2 separate regions of the Zea mays genome follow, and region 2 is linked to region 1. Evidence: chromatin contacts called from public Hi-C data. All regions are on one chromosome and are shown on one strand. The core of a region is the stretch at or near the end of the contact, and the rest is flanking DNA. Distances in the headings are between cores, read along the strand shown. Region 1 holds the start of LOC100191440. Region 2 holds the start of LOC103641584 (farnesylated protein 3).

Region 1 (6,784 bases), core at 3,117-5,616:
ATTTATTTTGCTCAAGCTTCGTAACAAGAAAGAGCTTCGGCAAAGTTAAAAAAATTTCAACTTCGTCAAAAAACAAGAAATTCAATCATCAGATGGCTAGGGTACGCTCAACAGCTAGGGTTACTCGCGACGGAGAGGACGCCGAAGGTGCTGAAACTGCTCCAATCTCTGAAGTGATGAAACGGTCAGGGCTGGTAGTATCGGAGGATGCACCTGCCGCTGAAGCTGAGCAGGTTGATGCTGAGGAAATTGAATCTGAAGATGATTACAGCGTCGTGCCATCTAAACCCAGCGTTGTGCCGTGTCTGTCAAAATTTTCTATTTTTTCAACGAAAAAGTTCCTTTCGCGGAAAACCAACGGTTTAGAATAGTTTACCACCGGTTTTCCATCAATAAACCGATACAAATTTAAGTTTAATTTGAATTGGGCAACCGGTAAACCATCGATTTACCGAAACGGGAGGGGGCGATTTTCCCCTCCAACGGTTTTGTTAACCCTGCCCTGCGTCTGTCGTTCTAGGCATGACAACGAGGATGCATGTTTGGTTTAGTTTTTTTTCCTAAGGAACTTTTTTGAGAATATGACTGTATGCAGAGAATCTGAGTATTATGTAGATTACGTGTGTAGGAAGATAAAAGAGTCCATAGAGCTTAAAATATAGAAAGTGATAATTTTCTAATATCACAATGGCTCTGCCGATTCTGTGTTCGCATTGATTTTAGACGGTTTTGATTGAAGTAATTCTTACAAAACCGAGCTGAAAAATTGAACTTTTGTTAGTATTCAACACTTTCTGGTGGCCAGAAACTGAAAACTAAAGCAGACGGTCAGCTTGGAGCCATCCAAGAACGACCACTCGTCGACTGACCAGTGACCACAAGGAGAAACTGATGTTGGAGACCAGCAATGCCAAGATCACCTCGTCCCGCACCGTCCAGGAGCTCCCCGTAGGCCGTAGTGCACTGGAAGATTGAAGGCGGGGGAACCAGCAATAGAGGACGGAAGCTCGTCTGCCAATCGGACGACGAGCACACCCTAAAGCTTAGCAGACAGCGAACATTGTTAGGCTGTCCGCAGCGGCATCCGCCAGACAGCCCCCTCCCCTTGATGTGGTGGCTACAGAAGCTCCCTAAGGCTGCAACGGCATCCGCTACAACGCTCCCTCGCTAGCAGATGTCAACAGTGAACCGCCACAGCTCCCTCGATTTAGACTGCACTGTTTATAAAGTAAAGTGAATCTAGTCTCCATCGTGGAAGAAGTAAATCTAGTCTCTATTTTGTACTAGAGAATGAGAGCTAAAAAAACCTGCTTCCCGCTGCTCCCAACATGCTCCCTACACTCCAACCCCTCAGGAATCACTTCACGCATAATTTGTCAAACAGTTTTCGTCAAATAAATTCAGTTCTACTCGAGAATCATTTGGAATTACTCTGTTAGAGAATTAGCTCTTAGAGCTAGAGAATTACGGAGCGGAGCTCTGCCAAACGAGGCCTTAGTTATATCTTTAACTATCCGGCTAAGGGGGTGTTTGAATGCACTAGAGCTAATAGTTAGTGACTAAAATCAGTTGAGGCATCCAAACACTATCTAATAGTTTAGCTATTAGCTATTTTTGGTAAATTAGTAATAGTTAGGTAGTTATTTGTTAGCTAGCTAATTCTAACAACAATTTTTAGTCAACTAACTATTAGTTCTAGTGCATTCATACATCCCCTAAGTCAACTAAAAATTAGCTAGTTATTATTAGCCAGCTAATTTCACTAATATTGTTTTAGCCACCTAATTATTAACTCTATTGCAATCAAAGATGGCCTTAGTTTTCTTCGTATTTTCGTTTACCACACCACCTACCAAGCAGCAGAAAATCACATCATACCGTGCCGTGAGTGCATATCTACTTGGATATTTGCAGGGGCAGCAGCAACTCACAACCAAATAAATACACAAGCATGGCTGCGCAGTGGTACAATCCACATGACACCAGAATCACATTCTTGGGTATAAGATTTGGTCCAAGTATGGCACCCAACCAAACAGTGCAGGGTGAAAGACAGAAGCATCCACTAGATAAAGCCGCTAGATTTTCCGACATGGTTACCAGAGTTCAGAGTCTACAATTTATCAGGTTCAACATCATGGCGATGAATTACTATAAAACCGAAGGAAATACAACATCACAAGTAAAAAAACAGGGTACACAAATGCGGGGTACACGGGCAAGCCAAGCCTTGCAGCTCTTGTCCCTCGACTCAGACTTGCCTCCTACAGTACATTACAGAGCGGCAACACAAACAAGTAAACAACCTCCCGTCGACTAACCTCCTCACCGATGATGCCGTGTGCAGTCTCCTCCCAATGGCCATTTAATCAGTTCGTGTAGAGATGAAATCAAATGTTAGAAATGCCTAAGAATTAAAAGGGTCAGAACTCCGTCACGCAGGCTGCTTGCCCTGGCAGTATTGTCCAAGTCATCAGCCAAAAATAAGATGACGTAGTAGAGCTTTAGATACCATCATGTGCTTGCACCGTGTCATTAACCAAGTGGGATCTGATCGTCCAGACATCCAGCTACCTATCTTCAGTGTTCAGAGTTGCCCCCTTCTCCTATTTAGCAGTCTGCGCCCACCGCATCTTCCTTGAGCTCCGTGATAACCTTAAGAAGGTCCACTGGAGTTGCGGCGGGGTCCAGCTCATGGCAACCTTTCGGGGCGTTGTTGCCTTCTTCACCGGTCAGAAGACGAGAAGGAACTCGATGTGAGAACTGGAACAGCCCTTCCTTCGGTATCCTCCTGACCTCCTTGGGATCCATGTGTCTGTGGAAGACAGCTTTGAATCCGGCAACCTTCAGCAACGGGATGACGGTCAGCCCTTGCTCCTCGGTGAAATCATCAACGACTTCTACTATCTCATACTTGTATATCACATCATCGGGTGTAAGCTCATTCCAATCAGGAGACCAGTTGCGGTACAAGGCCCATGTATCCCCTTTCTGGGGAACAATCCTGATGACGCCTCGGGGACCTTTAGTCCAGCTCACTCTGTGTGAAAATATGTTGACCGTTTCGCTGACCTGATATCTCCCAACCCTGAAATCGCCACATGTCTTCTGGAAACCGGAGGCAACCCAGCTTATAGGTGCCAGTTCGATATTTGACTTTGAGTTGAGAAAGCTCATGCGGATCCGGAAAGGCCTCATCGAAAGAACTTTCTGAACCATTACATATAGGCGAGGCATGCCATCTTCGCTGTCATATGTAGCCCACACTTGATCACTGTCAAATGCCTTCTCTGTTCGATCTTTATCGAAATCATGGAAGTCGGGGTCTGGGACGTCAATTGACACAGGTACACGGCGCTGCTCTGGATTCTTGTCATCAGTATCAGGCACTTGGATTTCTATGCTTCTTGAGCTACATAGCTTGACTCCCTTGCCAGGTTTGTCAGAGAGGACACCATTGACCTTTATGTTGTTGCCACAAGGATTTAGCTTTCCTTCAGATCCTCTTCTCTCTGCAAATCGTGAAGATGATGTAATGTTTAACTCCTGCAATTTTTTGCGGACAGTTGCCTTGGCTTTCTCAAGAAGTAGACTTCGTGTATCAATCTGGGTAATCTCACCAAGAACATTTGCTCTTCTTCCACTCACTGCAGATCTAAACCTTTCCGCTGAAGTACCGTTGACCCGTCCCACATCAGTGAAAACAGCAGTTGGTTCTGTGCTTGCGGCAACTGTTTCTTTGTTATCGCCACCAAAATCCACAGTAGTGTAAGTATCGTAATTATGCCTTCTCCGCTTTGAGAAGCGACCACGCCTTGAAGCAGCTTTCTCATGGACATATAAGTTGCCGCTTTCAGAATAGTTGTAGCTGTAGCTCTCATCATGCTTCTTTCTCTGTTTCTCCAAGGCATGTGTACCATAAGCATTGGTACCAGCTGCAGGTGTTGTCTTGGAGTACTGATTCCACTGGAAGCCTTGATTGTTGTAGGAATCATAAGCATTATCTTGCTGGTACCCCCCATGCCCTGTCCCAGGGATGCTAGAAGTCCTGCTTGTTGAGCCATATGAATGCTTGGTTGAATTGTGGTTCTGCTGTGGCTGCTGCTTGGTTGACCAGGAGAATGATGAACTGCTTCCGTTGCATGGGAACCCAGTCTCCACTGCCAAGAATGCATTATGGCAATTTGGGCACAGCAGGTTATGATTAAGATAAATTCTTAGGTACTCATACTGCATCCGGCAGCGGTTGCAAGATGTCCAGAATGTATCAACCCCAACAGGATGAGTGGTAGTCTCAGCTGCGGCTGCAGCAGCGGCGGCGGCAGCAGCTGCAGCAGCGGCATTCTTTCGAGCCCTCTTGTTTGCCTTCTTATCATAAGTATAGATACCATTGGTTACATTGACAACAGAATGATTTCTTCTCTTCTCATCATAAACCACCTTCCTGCTAGTATCTGACAACACACTCCACGCCTCAGAGATCAGTTTGAAGGCCTCCTCAGCACCAACTGATTTGTTCTTGTCAGGGTGCAGCAGCAGAGCTAGCTTCCTGTATTGCTTCTTCACCTCCTCTTCATCTGCAAAGGCGCCTAGAGACAATATCCGATACCAGTCACTCTCTCCATCAATCTTGGACTCAGCTGCAAGATGAACTTCAAGCGTTGAGACCATCTGCAATATGCCTTCAAGTGTCGGGCAGAGATTCTGGGCCTTGAGTGCGTACTTCCGAGCACCCCTGATGTCACGGGCATGGAACTTGGTCTCAGCAACATTTTTGGCTTTTAGGGCATCATCCATATTGTACTCCTCACTCATCTGCGCCTCTGAACTTGATTGGCCAACAAATTAACTTGAGCAGGAGCAGCAAAGCACAAGATCAACTGATCAAGAGCTGGACAAGATTAAGTGTGCATCCAGATTAGAGATCTTCATTGCCTTTGCCTGCAGTTAAGTACAACTAGGTTAGAAATCTCAACAACAACATCAAAATGAAAGAACTCTGTGATGCAACAGTACATATTACAAAAGGACTGAATAAGAGCACTGAAGTGAGAAACCAAGCAGTATGTAAACAAGCACTGAAGAAGTCCCAGAAAAGTAAGCTACCACGTTTGAACTAATCATTTCAGATCCAAAATAATCTAGAAGTGAGCGCTTCAGTAAAACCATACTCATCGATAGTTCTATCTCATAGAGAACTGACATTTCACAGTATTAACTTCAGCTCGGACAGAGCATGCACTCCCATCAAACCACTAAGCGGCACTGAGATTCACTTCACTAAATTCGGACTCCCGAGCATCCTTACTCAGCATTCCATCTTTGATCTGCAGCTGCTAAGCTAAGCAGATCACGCAACTCCAACAATACCCACAACAAAAATCGTGTCTTTCATAAGAGCAAGTGGAACAAAAGATCCAAACTTTCTACGCGAGTCCACAAATCTTGAACCCACCCGCAATAGCATGTCAAAAAAAAAAACCCCAGCGAAATGGACAAACCAAGCCCCTAGAAGGCACCTTGAAACCAGTTCACGAGCACCTCGCAAAACCCCCAGCACGAATCGAGCCAAGAAACGCCTCGATCCGCGTGATCCACGACCTCAAGAAGACAAGGAACTAACCCAGCGCCGCCACCGGTTCCAGGAGGCCACGAATCGGGGACTCCCGGCGAGCCGGACCCAAACCCTAGGCACCCGCCAGATCTGCCGCGCCAGGCCGCGGCCGGCGGCGAGACGCACCTCAACCAGAAGCTGACAGCGGGAGGGATCTACTGGGAACTCACCGGCGCAGGATCATCTCCGAGAGGCGCGCTAATTCGGGCGGACCTGCGGCCACGGGAGCCCCCAGAATTGCGAACTTTTTGGGCCCCGATTTTTTTTTCGGGGGAGGAGCAAGCTCGAAAAAACGAAGCTTTTTTAGTCAAAGCCTCCAAAATTTTGCAATACACAATAGCAATGTGCTGAGAAGGGTAATGTAGCTGCTGCAGCAGCAGTAGGAGTAGAAAAAGAGTAGGTCAGGTCATGTGTGTCCTGTAAAAAGGAAATAAATTATTCCATCTCTGTTTTTTGTTTGCTCCAAAAGTTTCGAACTTTGCCCCTATTCGGCGCCTCAAATTAATTCTGGTAACAGTGCAGCCCCAAACAACGGGTTCAATCCCTAACTCAGGGGCTTTCTCGGGATTTCCAACTTTTTCCTTTGTTTCACAAAAATACGCGTGTATAAAAGCAAAAAAAGATAATTGCCGAATTTATTTAGAGACCATGATTTGTGTTTTAGCTGGAGGTTTGAGCCCAGCACAAAGGGCACTCAATACGGGAAATGGCTCTAATGTCCTCCTGGTGGGCCCCACGGGACACATCACTTCGGACATACAAAAGGCACTCAGGAGGTAATTTGCTTGCGTACAGATATGTGATATACTAGTCCTATATACGAGTGTACGTGACACTTTATCAGGGGCTATTGTGTAAAATCACAGCAGTAGGGGTAACCTGGTGCTGATGTTAGAACAACCAAATGCCAGGGACATATCAGGAATTTCCCATGCAATAATGCTTAGGGTTAAAATCACAGCATCAGCCATAAAAAGGTTCCTCTCACTCCTATTTCCCCCCTCCACCGGAGAAGATACCTTGTGTACATATGGCTGTGTGAGAACCCCCTTTTCCCAAGTGTGGGACCCACTCCCCTTGTTACTATTCTTTAAGCATTCCTCTCTACATCATCACTCACCAGCACTTTTTTTTCTTCTTCTGTACTGGTATCTGAAAAAAGGAATACAA
Region 2 (6,784 bases), core at 1,140-3,639, 180 kb before region 1:
GGAACCGCGGGTAGTGCATGTACAGGCTGGCGGCCGGGTCCTTGTCCTTGTCGCCGGCCTCGTCCTTCTTGTCGCCGTCTCCGTCGCCGCCGTCCTTCTTCTCCTCGTTCTTCTCGCCGCCATCCTTCTTCTCTTCCTCCTCCTTGCCGTCCTTCTTCTCCTCGCCTCCGGCACCGCCTGCATCCTTCTTATTCTCCTCCTCCTCCTTGGCCGCCTTGTCGCCGCCGCCGCCCTCCGGCGCCGGGGCCGGCTCGGACTTGACGACGGCCGCGTGCTTGCCCGTGCGCTTGTACACGTACTCCGCCAGCTTGGACTCCTCGAACACGCCCTTCACCGTCACCTCCGACGCCTTGAGGTCCGGTTCTACGGACTGCACGCCTGCATGCACAGCCATACCCATACATACATACGTACATTTGTGGTTCAGAGCAGGGACTACTAGTTAATTCTTGGTCAAGCAGGTGGGTGGAGGAGTTATGTTGGAGAGCAGAGCACCCACCTTTCATCTTGAGGATCCTCTTCTTGATCCCCTCGGCGCACGCCTCGCAGTGCATGTGCACCTTCAGCACCACAGCGATCACCGGCGGCTTCAACAAGAAAAAAGAGAAAAAAAAACGAAAAATCCTCACATCAGCCTCTGTTCCATGGAGCATGGAACCGATGCAGTTTCGGGGGGCCAAATGCAGACCACCAGGCTGTGATTTTCGATCTCACCTCCTTCTTCTCCTCCGGCTTCGGCGGCTCGGGCTCTGCCTTCTTCTCATCGTCCTTCTTCTTCTCCGCCTCATCTTCCTTCTTCTCCTCCACCTCCGGCGGGGGCGGCATCGGCGACAGCAGCTCGACCTTGCGGCCGGTCTTCTTCTGCACGCGCTCCACCACCTTCATGGGGTCGGCGGCCGCCTTCTTCCCCTTCACCAGCACCTTGTGCGCCTTGGAGTCGGCGATCACATCCTCCACTCCTGCAGTGGTGGTGACAGCACAGCACAGCACAGTTTCCATTTCAGTTCAGATGCGTGCCATTCTCTTGGGCGCTCTGAGAAGCTGCCATGAATCACACTAATTCTTCCAAGAATATAACCTTTGAAGCAAGTGTCCCTAATCTGGATTGATTTTTTTTTTAAAAAGAGTGAGAGTGAGAGTGAGAGAGAGACAGAATATTCTGAAATCTCAATCACATCGTGCAATCACGCGTGTTTAATACTACAACAACAAAGAAGAAAACCGATGGACACGTAGAGATAGTAGTAGGACAGCAGAGGGGTAGGGGCAGCAGAGGACAGGACAGCATCAGCATTACCGTCGAAGCGCCTGAGGATCTTCTTGACCTTGCGGGCGCACCCCTCGCAGTGCATGTAGACCCGCATCTCGACCTCCTCCGGTGGCGGAGGCGGGGGCGCGTCCTCCTTCTTCTTCTCCTCCTCCTCCCCGTCCTTGGGCTTCTCGCCGCCGCCGCCGCCGCCTACTTCCTTGGGCTTGTCGTCCTTCTTCTTCTCCTCTGCCGCCGCGGCCTCCTTGGGCTTCTCCACCTCCTCCTTCTTGGCCGCCTCCTGCAAGCAGGCAACGGCAGTACGAAGCTAGCGTCAGGATGAGACGAGACGGCCGACCCGACCGGACGCCCGGCGGGAGGAGATGGGAAGCGCCGTCCGTCCTCGGCTCCCGCCCCAGACGGGAACAACGGCCGAACTCACCTCGCCCATGGCTTCCCTCCCTCCCCGGATCCGCTGCTGTTGTGCTCTGCCCCGCACGTCTGCACTGCACCCACGCGCGCCTCTTCCTCTCGCTCTATGACTGACTATGAGGGATTGAGGGGGCAGCAAGTGGGGATGGGGGGCTCGCCTTATGTAGCGGCCTAGCGGGTGTCTGGTGGTAGGCGCCGCCAGCCACGGAGGCCCGCAAGATCCGCACGGAAAATGAAATGATTTCGTTCGGCATCTCTTCCTCTCTCTCCACGTCCCTCCCTTGCCGCCCTCTCACTCTCTCTTGGGAAGTAGAGTGCCGTAGCACACTGTATTCTTCTGGGAGCACCCTGCACCGCCGTGTACGTATAGGTAGCTGTAAGAAATTACTGCACGGAGGGCCTGCGGATTCTGTGAGTCAATGGGCGTGTTCGGCTGGCTACAAGCCGACACTGTTGCAGCTGTTTGGATTGCTGCAGCTGCAATCCATAGAGAGAAAAATACTGTAGAAGCCGCAGCCGCAGCCGGATTGCAGCCGCAGCAAGCCGCAGCGAACAAGCCGAATGTATTACTGCGATGTACTACTCCGCAAGACTTCAGTTTTCTAGGGCTCTTTGTGCGCTCGTAGGCATGCGCACTTGCCTGCCAGAGAGTGCCAGGCATCAAGGGTACGTTTGGATGCAAGCACAGGGATGCCAGGCCAAATATTCGCCTTACTAAGCTAGTTTTAAGAGGACGAAAAAGATAACAACGATTTTGCGGTACCATGTTTGTTTTGTACCATGGGGTGACTTTTTTTTTTTTGCTTCAGATAGGTTTGCACACGCCACAGTACTGCCCCCGTTGGGTGACACAAACCTACAAAATATGCACGGAGGCTTCCTTGCCACGTGACTTGCTCGGTCGGTTTATTTCTCAAAGTGACTTTTTTTTTTGCAGCTGCAGCGTCTATCTATCTATCTATCTATCTATCTATCTATCTATCTATCTATCTATCTATCTATCTATCTATCTATCTATCTATCTAGGCTTTGCTGGCGAGGACGCGCCGCGTTATCTCGCCACGTCGTATTTTGTGTAGAAAGTGCCTTTAGTTTGTGCGTCGTTTCCTTCTCTCGCCACACGCTACTAAGCATTACGTTAACTAAAGCACATCGTCGGTTTATGTCTTTTGCTCTAGTATTGCTTCGCCAGGCTAATAAGCATGACTCATCAACACACATGTATCTCCACCAACCAGCTGTCTGCCATGCATGCATCGATCGTGCAGACACGAAAGGAGAAAAAGAAGAAGAAGAAGATGTAGATAGCACACAAGCTATCTGGTACGCACGCAGATTCATTCAGCACTAGGTGGGACGATACTGTTGTTTTTGGTCACTGGTGGGATGCATGCATGTATGTATCTAACTAGTTCAAATATCCAGCAAACAAATTAAATAGCTAGACCCGGCTCGTTTAGGTAGTGTTTGGTTGAGGAGCCAAGTAGAACGTCATTCCATCCATAATTCTAGGAACGGAGCCGCTCTGTTCTGTGTTTGGTAATCTGGAACAGAACGAATCTGTTTTTTGTTTGGTTGTAGAGTGAACGGAACAGAGCGTGACTGTGAGAGCGGGATAGGAACGGAGCGGCTCCATCCGGTTGATTTTTTGGAGCGGAATGATTCCGGATCTGAGGAGAATATTCCCTAATTGGAGCCATTCCGTTCTATTTACTTTGTAACCAAACAACAATAAAACTGGGACAGAACGGCTCCGTTCTACTTGGCTCTTCAACCAAACACTGCCTTATATCGAAACAGCCAATTATTACTCCCTCCAATCTATTCTAAATTTATGTATGCATGCTTGATCTATTAGATACGTAGTCTTAATTTGCTATATATTTATTGGACATAGGTTATGTCCAAACTTATTTAGGATGGAACGAGTAGTATCTACGATCAACCGGTCATTACCACCCAGAAGCCCTCTTATGTATGCATGCTTGATCTATAAGAGTTTCTCTAAACGGTCCTCTATCCATTTGACTACTTTAAATAACCGGTTTAGCAAAACTAAAATATGTACAATACATTTGAGAGTATGATAAATACGTATGTACAAAAAATAAAATTAAAAAATGTCTTTAATATGAGTATTTGAGTATAGAGGACGTGATTTAGAGGACGTTGTTGGAGAGAAATGAGATATAGAGGATGAAATCTTTTAGAGGAGACTGTAAAGGACAGATATAGAGGATAAATATAGAGGATAAATATGGAGACAGCTTATAGTCTAAGATTTACCGGTCATTACCACCCAGAAGCCCTCTTCAAGAGACTGCTGGTAGCATACACCGTCCGTACGTACCATGCGTGGATATATGGTATAAATGCAGGAGATCGTCGTGCAGATTGGGCACAGAGCCAGCCAGCTGCTTTGCGGATGTGGTTAATTTCAGAGACGAGGCAAGGCAAGGTGAGTTGCCTTGATTAACCGGCATTATGATCCTTATCTCATTTTTTATTTTAAACTTAAACTCTTCGAACAGATAGTTGTAAAATATTACTTTGCATGGCCGGTTGGAGACAGCTTTTGAATGAAAAAAAGAAGAAAAAAACATCTCTTTTATACATAATTCTATACATCGATCTTGCGAAATTGAAAATGGGTTGTGTGGACAATGACAAGAGCCAATCGCGCGTGCCGCGGCGCCAACCAGATGCTGCTCTGGGACTGGGAATCAGCCCTCGTCCTCTGCTGTCCTCTGTGCCGAACCCAACTGCTGCAAGTCCATCCTATAACCGTAGCTTTTTTCCTTCCATCGCCAGGGGAATCTCTGGCCTTATAGGCCCATGGCTCACTCGGAGGCCCAGTACTACTTGCTGCCTCATCCGTATATGCATCGACTACCTTCACAGATTGCATATAAATCCACATACGTGTAGCACCTAGCAAAAGTCACGAGTATATAAATTAGCTAGGCTCTGCACACACGTAAATAAGTAGCACACAAAGCTTTTTTTTGAAACTAACCGAGCAGGAGAGCTGTCGATTATATTGATAAAAGAGAAGAGCCCAAAATTGGCAATCAACAACCTCCCAAAGAGGATTACAACAAAAAACAACTGCTAGAGCAAAAAACTACACCAACCCTACCAACAACAACAACACTCTAGCAACAGGAGCACACAACAGCCGACAACACGAGCAACCAACAAAAAAGCTACTCAACACAACAAAGACAGAATCTAATGAAAAAGGCAAATAAGCCTCCGCCACAAAGTCCGCACATCCTTTTAAACTCAAAAGCTTTATTGGGGAGGTCTAGTGGCAACGACTCCTTTAGATGGTATGCACAGGCTTGAATTGGACTCTCGTTGAGCTTCCCGTCAGACGCAACAATGCCCGGATCTTTAAACACACCCAACAAAGTTTAAACATAATGACATTTAAAGTACACACAGATGCCTCGTATGCCAAGCTAATTTCATAGATTAAATGAAAACAAGAAACCATAATGAGCCTTTGCGAACACAAGGCTGACTTTTCCCTTATGGTTCGAATTGATGATGAGTGATTGCCAATAGGTAGCGTCTCGGGTCGATGGACCGGGAGTGGTGAAGGACGAGTGCTGGAACTTGACTAAGGGATCGGAGTCGATTGATCTTGAGTTGGGTGTCGTGTAGTGAGCCTCAATTGGGCATGGTGGTCAGTTAGTTCAAGAGGAGAACTGGCGGACTGAGAATACTCTTTGCTTCTAGGTCTGGGAGTGATGTTCAGTTTGGCAAGGTTGGTTAGTGGAGTGGCTTGAAACCTTGAAACCCTCAGCCACTCCTAAGCTTATCAAAATCACTCCATCTAAGTCTATCACCCCTGAGAGACATGGTATGATTGAGCAGCCTATGAGAACCCCTCATAAAAAGCAAGTGTGGGTTTCAAAACCTTACCACCTCAGGAACACACTTGATACCCTTCCCGACATATCTAGTGATCCCCTTCCTAGAGCCCCTCAACCACCTAAAAAGCCCAAAACTCACAAACAGACTCCACCTAAGAGAGAGGTGAGATTTCACTATGACTATTATGAAAGGGAGGGTAATTTGGCTGCTTTCTGCTTTAGGAGGAACAGAGATGAGCGACGGGTTTCTGGGTCGAGTAGAAGGAACACAAATTGCCCCTCCCATGGTGTTCATGATTTTCTTGCTCAAAGATGTATTGCGATGCCTAGAGGTGCTTTGCCTCTTGCTGCTAGGCCTCAGGCAATGAGATCACACGTGCCCGACGAGGTGTTGGTTGTGTGCCATATGGCCAAGGACCCTGTGGTAGAGGCTTTGGTTCTTACTCTCCCAACAGAACATGGTTTCCTTCTCATGGTGGTCGCTTTCCCAATTCGGGGCCATGGATGTTTGGTGTTTTCCCTAACACTTTTTAGGGGCAAATGATGCAGCACTGGTATTCTTCATAGTTTACTTACCCTAGTGATGTGCCATTTGCTCACCCTGTGTCTTTCTATTGGTGCAGGACAGAGGTCTAGAGAACATGTGGCTCATGGATTCCGGTTGTTCGTGTCACATGACCGGAAGCAACAAATGGTTCTCTAGCCTCGACCCTATGATTGGTAAGGCATACACCACATTTGGGGATAAGTCAAGAGGTAAGGTTGTCTCTCGTGGCTCCGTTCGAGTGAACGAGAGTTTTGTCTTCAAGGATGTTGATTTGGTTTCAAATTTGCATTTCAATATGCTTTCGTTTTCACAACTCCATGAGGATGACTATGAAGTGCGCTTTAAAAAGGGCCTTTCTCGAGTTTTGGATGCTCAAGGGGATCTTGTTTGTCGCATTTCCCCTTTTGGTCGAGTTTTTCAAGCTAATTTTACACACTCTTCTAGCCCTTCTCGATGTCTCTTAGCAGGAACTTCTTCTTTGATTTAGAAGGGGCATAGGAGGCTAGGTCACTTGAGCTTTGATCTTTTGTGTAGACTGAGCTCACTTGGCTTCATCCAAGGATTGTCCGAATTAAAATCTGAGAAAGATCTTCTCTATCACCTTTGTCGTCACGACAAGATGGTTGTTGCTTTCCATTCCCCGGTCACCAATGTGATGAATTCGCAACCCGGTGAATT

Evidence for each region. A called contact is a pair of places that touch in the nucleus more often than the background predicts.
Region 2: a contact with region 1 is called in a Hi-C map of endosperm, with 2.3 times the contacts expected there. The contact joins the promoter of LOC103641584 here to the promoter of LOC100191440 in region 1. A contact is called at or near these places in 8 of 25 Hi-C or Micro-C datasets (bundle sheath, ear, endosperm and 4 more).

The regions. Positions count from the first base shown.
Region 1 is chr10:112,094,552-112,101,335 of Zm-B73-REFERENCE-NAM-5.0, reverse strand. It overlaps LOC100191440, which reads right to left and starts at 4,366. Exons shown (of 1, transcript NM_001136873.1): 1 at 2,123-4,366. The coding sequence starts at 4,236. The coding sequence ends at 2,611.
Region 2 is chr10:112,273,187-112,279,970 of Zm-B73-REFERENCE-NAM-5.0, reverse strand. It overlaps LOC103641584 (farnesylated protein 3), which reads right to left and starts at 2,389. Exons shown (of 5, transcript XM_008664923.4): 1 at 1,689-2,389; 2 at 1,298-1,547; 3 at 715-959; 4 at 500-587; 5 at 1-378. The coding sequence starts at 1,697.